2 separate regions of the Rattus norvegicus genome follow, and region 1 is linked to region 2. A link is a contact called in public Hi-C data. All regions are on one chromosome and are shown on one strand. The core of a region is the stretch at or near the end of the contact, and the rest is flanking DNA. Distances in the headings are between cores, read along the strand shown.

Region 1 (2,951 bases), core at 181-2,680, 47 kb before region 2:
AGTAATTTGCTGAAGGTCACTTTGCTACTAATAGCAGAACCAGAAATAGAATAAGGTATTTTAATTACATTCTTATCACTTGTCATTTAAGTATTAAAAATAATTATCAACTCATAATTAATTCCTGAGGAAGAACTGCTATGACACATGACTACATTTTCAAAGTTGTATAAGCCAATAAACTTCGAATTGTAATTACTAGGGCAAAAAAGCAACTATTCAAGAACTTTATAAAGTGTGTGTTCCTAAGCTATCACAATGAATTTCAAAATCCATCATTCCAAACCTCGTTCCTCAACTACTTTTTTATCGGTGCTAGTTGGACCTGAGGAAGAATGCAGAGACAGCACTGACAATCCACTAAAGAAATGCGAAGATCCCCACTCCATAACACAGGCTTCCAGCTTAATTAAGGAACTAGCATTTTATTATGCAGCAGTGTTAGAATGAAAAGTTTAGGAAATGCACTCTAGGCTGGCTTTGGGCTATGCCGAATATGTAAATCTGACACTGTTGGCACAAGCTAAAGGTTTGAGCTTAAAAAGAAACAAAACAGAGAAGTGAACACGTTCCTTCAATCAACAGCTTGCCTCTCCAGCACCCACACCGTTTAGATCGAAACAGCCTGAGATTTCCGTTTAATGCCCAGTAAACCAAGCTGTATATTTGGTTTCGGATGTTCAAGGATAGAACAGGGCACTGCGAGGGCAGCAACTTACAAGGGATCAGTTCCAAGGACTGGAGTCTAACCACTCACTACAATCCCCCCTTTGGACAGCTGATCATTTCTACAAAGTACTGGCAGAATGTGCAGCTTTGAACGACACCGCCAACCAAACCTAAGATAGCAAAATTTAGTGACCTATACAGCGGTTCGGTCTATTAGGAGGTTCAGGGTAGACAAGTGCATTGTCTTCATATATATCATTAATAAAACTGTAACTGAGTTACAAACATTACACATTCTAATTAGGACCTCTGGTGTCACTCTACAATAATACAAATATAATCTGTATTTTAAAGTAGTACCCGTTTTCCAAGGGATCGAATTTAAAAACATGGTCACCATCACCGCTCAACTGCACACACGCATAAGCAGATTTAAAGCTGTGATAAGCACAAAATCCTTACCCCATTTTGCCCAATGAAAACTTGCTCTGAAGTTTCTGCTCTTATGCTACAGAAATAACTTCCAAGGAATTTTCTCCGTCTGTTATTTTGCAGTTGCTTTTCCACCCCCGAGATCTTTTCCGGAGGCAACTCAACGAGGCAGACAATTCAGTTAGTTCTTGTCGGTAAAATGATTTCACTCGCGCTGACACCAAAACGTTCAAACATTTGGAATTTGAAAAGGTTGCGCGGAGAATATAGCACTTTAACTATTCCATAAAATTAGTGTACGTGTAGAAAAACGCAAAAGCCAGCTTCAGTGAGTCTGATAAAAAATGAGTTCGCTGATCATTTCGCTCACGTCTTCCACGACACTCAAGCAGCCAGGTTACTCGGCCTTTGGGCTAAGGCGGTGGGTTCAAATTTCACCACACCAGGTCCCTGGGGGTGGAGCGTGCAACCCAACGCGACGTGCACTTGAATAAAAATTCTACGGGTAGCAATTCCACTGTCTCCCTTACATTAAAAAAAAAAAATTATAAAGAAGAAATCTCGAAGTGCAAACCCCAGCCGCTCGCGATGTGCACAGCACACCACATTGGAATCTGTCCTTTGAATGTTCGTTCTCCTAAGACTCGGAGCAGAGAGGAGGTGGAGAGCAGGCAGAGAAGGCTGGGAAGGATCGATTCGTTCTCACGAGGAGCATCAGCGGAGCCATTTCCAGGCTGGCGGCTAGCTGGGGGCGCAGCGGCCGCCGGGGAGCAGCGCAGGGGGCCCGAGCCCACCTCCCACGGCTTCCCGGCCCCCGCCGAGCACAAAGGAGCCCCGCTCGCGGCCGCCCCCTCTTCCCGCCTCTCCTCGCAGCACCCGCGGCCTCGGGCTCCGGGCCGCGGAGAATGAATGAATCAGAGAACCCAGCCCCGCGCGGTCCCCCGCACCCAGCCCCCAAGCTCCCGGCGGTCGCGCGCTGAAGCGAGAGGCTCGCGGCTCGTCTGAGGCACGGCAGCCGCGGCTCGTGCCCCCACCCCGGCTCTTCTCTCCCGCTCCGCGCCGCCTCACATTCCCAGGGCCGCCGCTGCCTCCTCACACTCCCCTCAGCGGCCGCCTCCGCCGGCCCGGGCGGCCTGGCGCCCGTCGCTGCCTCTGACTCCACAGAGCGGGTTCCGAACCGAGCGCAGCCGAGGGCGCCGCTTCCCAGTCCGCGCCGCCGGCGTGAGGCGAGCACGGCAGCGGAGCAGGAGAGGGGGCGGGGCGGGGCGGGGCAGTGAACGCGGCCCTCCCGGCTCGAGGGGCGGAGCGCCGCCGCCGCCGCAGGCCCGCGGAGGAGGTGGGGCTCGCTGGAGGCGGGGCACGGGCTCGGACCCGGCGGTGAGGATCAACCCCGGAGGGGATAAGCCGGCCGGTCCGTCGGTCCGTCCCTTTTTTCTTCCCCTCCCCTAGCGGCGGGCAGCGGGCGGACAACACGCTCGGCTCCTGTGCTGGCTCTGGACGGCCTCGTCCGTTCCACACGCCAGGTGCTCGCGCTGTGTCTCCATCCTCCCCGCAGGAGGACCTTTAAATAGCTACGTCAGCGCGCTCCTCTCCGCACATACGTCACCCTCCGCTCACGTCACCTTGTGCGGGGGATGATGTCACGCGGCCGGAAGTACTGCTAAATTAGGGAAGGAGCTGGGGGAGGCGGGTTGGGCGAGCTGTTCGGTGCCCACCTGCTCTGGTTTCTCTCGCTTCTCCTTAAAGGCCAAGGCGCCGGAGACTGTCTGTGGAGAGCTTGGAGAGGGAGCGCCGGGAGGAGGTTTCCTTGCACAAATGTGCCAAATGCGAATGAATCACTCATAGCAACA
Region 2 (3,239 bases), core at 445-2,944:
AGTGGATCTACATAAAAACTCCAGGTGTGGTGGCACACATGTTTAATCCTAGAGCTAGGTGGGGAGGCATGAGGACCCTTGGGGGCCTAATTGATGAGCTCCAACCCAGTGAGATTCTGTCTCAAAGGAGGTGGGTGGCATTTCTGAAGATGACAATAGTGCTGTCCTCTATCCTCTATGTGCATGCCCGCATACATCTATATGCACCTATACCCATAAAAATGCTTTAAAAGCCACGTATAAGATACATCGGGAGCAAGGGAATATGCATCATGTATTGAAAATTTCAAGGGATAGTTATGCCAAAGTACTCCCATGCCTGCCTCCATATCCTGCAGGGGAGTCTGCCTTGCTCACCTCTGTGGATTTGGTGGCCATGCTGCCTCTCCCATGACATTGCCTTCCTACTTCCAACTCAGAGCATGAGGCCAAAGGTGCTTTCCAGCTCAAACACTGCCGATAGTGACTGGCTGGAAGGAAGCCAAAGGTAAGCTCCCCAGGGACACGTTCTCATCTGTCTTTCTTGTCAAATTTATGTCGGCGTGTAGAAGTGTACCCAGCACGTATCGGGTGTCCCATAAATATTTGATGAATAAATAAATAAATGTGGGTTGGCCCAGACGGGCAAGCCTTGTCATCGGAGTGCACTCTTCGATCTTTGAGAACAAGAAAGGAAGCAACAGAGGCAGGCTGCAAGAGTGTTAGGGACTCAAATTACATCAAAACTAATGGGACACATGACCAGGCAGTTGAAACCTGATGGGGCTGACAGAAGATGCCAGGACACAGTGAGAGACAGAGAAGCTGCTTCATTTCCCGTGAGGCTGCCGGTGCTTGGATGCCCACAGCCTCACTGCAGTGTCTTAAATACACCCCACCCCCTCTCCTCCCCTCCTGCAAGGATGTTGAGTCATTCTCTGTTCTAATTATAAAAGCTTTGACTTAAGCAATAACATGCGTGATGCGGTAACGATGCCCCATGAGATGCTTATTGTAAGTACCAGCGGTGTGCTAACTAGGAGGAAGGTGTACCCCAGATCTAGAGCACATACAGTGCTCTAAAACACACACACACACACACACACACACACACACACACACACACACACACACACAGCGCTATGCTAAAATGCATGGATTGTGAAAATCTAGAGAACCAAGTCCAAAGACCAAGAAGACTAGAAAATGTCTGCCTATGTACCACTGACTACCACACACCGGTGCTGTTCTGGTTATGAGACCACAGTGTGCAAAGACTTGCCATGTTCTCTTCTGCTTCCTTTCGATTGCAGAGTATCCCAGGCAAGCCTGGAACATGCAGTTGTCCTGACACAGGCTCTTGTGTGCTGGGGTTACCGCTGTACACCACCTATCTTGGGCCTATTCTCCATCAGAATCGACACCTGAAGGGAATATGGCAGGAACAGGGAGGCTATGCAAAAGATGCAGACAGAGCAGGAAGCTGTGGGACGTGGAGAGTCTTCAGGACTTTGCCAGCAAGAAGCCTGTGGGAAAATGGTAGTGGAGATTCTGAGTAGCAAGAGGCAGTTTGAGGAAGGATAAGCACACAGACTCTAGGGAAAACCATCGTTTTGAATTGTGGGTCTGTGCAGGGCAGGAAGAACCAGCAGGAGGTGAAGATGGCCAGGGAAGCAAGAACAGAGACTGTCCCGAGGTGAATACAAACCAGGAAAGCCTGACAGCTCAGACATGAGTCACCAGTCGGAGGGAAGGGTGTCGTGGAGTCTAGGAGGGAGAGTGTTGGGTATCTAAACCTGAGGATGACAGAAGCTGTGATCTATAAACAACTTAGGCTATCCAGCAAGGCATGATTATGGATGAAAGCAAAACTGATAGCTTTCTGTAGACAAAAATCAATATGAAAATCAATAAAATTTGGTGATAACTATAGTTTAGCTACTGCTTAATAACCCCATTCTGTGGGGCTATGTCTCTTAGCAGAAGTGGCTTGCCCAGGGCTGCACTTCCCAAGGCAGGGCACCCGCTCAACTTGAAGTCTCTGGCTTGGAGCCCATTTGCCCCAGCTCTTTTGAGCTGTCTCCTGGAAAGTCAGATGAGCCTATAAGGAGGAAAAAAACATTCTCAAAGGCAGCAGAACTGTGGAAAAGACAAAGATAACAAGGGGGAGAGCCAATAAAAAGATTTTTAAAAAATCAGACTTTTTAAAAATAAATATAAAAGATCAGACATTTTAAAAATAAATATAGTTAAATGTATATTTTTATTCACTGAAATGCTGAGAAAACGAAAATATACCAACTTGGAACTTGAATCTTCCTTCATGTGTTGATTTTTGTATTTAAATTCAAGGCTAACTATCTTCATTTTTATTATTTTTTCATATTCTTATTCTTTCCTGAAAAGAAATTATTTTATAGTTTGTGAAAAGTGTTATTTTTTTCCTTTGGAGAATAATTATTTTTAAAATGGCAGGTGTCTCCCAACTTCTATACAGTTAGTCAACGGTTTACGCGATATTTGACTTAGAGCGCTGCCACTTTATGATGATGAGACAATACGGATCAAGGAAAACACGTACTTTGGATTTTGACCTTCTCCTGGACGAGTGACCTCAGTCCAACACGCACTCTTGGCAGAGGAACTGCACCTGCAGATCCCAGAAGAAACAACGAATCCTCCTCCTTAGTGTACTGTGTTGCTAAGCTGATTAGTAGTCTCAGTACATTAAATGTATGTCATGGGCTGTGGCAGTGCAAAGTGATAATTTATTTGATGTGGTCCCAGATTCCATCCCATGCACTTCAAACAATAATAGATGTGTTTAATCCAGCTTAAATGTTACAAAATACAATCATGCACTGAAACATAGCATGGTACCCGACTGATAAGAACATCACATGGCTTTATTCATCAACTCATAAATAAAAGAAAAAATGAATGCATTTCAGCCTGGGATGAATGGAGTTATTAAACCAGAACTCTGTCTGAGCCAGGGGATATCTATGACATATTGTGCGGTCCCTATAGCCAGCTTCTAGTGATGCTAAGCTGCACCTTCATGTAACAAGTCTTGTAAGGAACATGGTGTGCTCAAGCATGCACAACTCCCTTATCTTCACTCTAGCCCAACATTTCAACAGACATGAGATTTTTACTCCTGTTTTGCAGAGAGAGAAATTCAGTCTTAAAGTGGGTCAGCTGGTCTCCAACAGATTTTTACAAGATAAACATTCTTTTCCTTGAGCCCACCAGAAAAG

The links. Hi-C and Micro-C count contacts between places; a contact is called where the count stands out from the background.
Region 1: a contact with region 2 is called in a Hi-C map of psoas muscle, with 1.5 times the contacts expected there. The contact joins the promoter of Homer1 here to the enhancer-like site in region 2. A contact is called at or near these places in 2 of 12 Hi-C or Micro-C datasets (frontal cortex and psoas muscle).

What each region holds. Positions count from the first base shown.
Region 1 is chr2:26,277,491-26,280,441 of GRCr8, reverse strand. It overlaps Homer1 (homer scaffold protein 1), which reads right to left and starts at 1,430. Exons shown (of 10, transcript NM_031707.2): 1 at 1,132-1,430. The coding sequence starts at 1,136.
Region 2 is chr2:26,230,481-26,233,719 of GRCr8, reverse strand. No RefSeq gene overlaps it. Among named protein-coding and RNA genes, the nearest start is that of Homer1, 47 kb to the left of the region's middle. Within about 2 kb of position 1,694, at least 21 of the 93 cell types and tissues checked have an H3K27ac peak or open chromatin away from gene starts, as enhancers often do.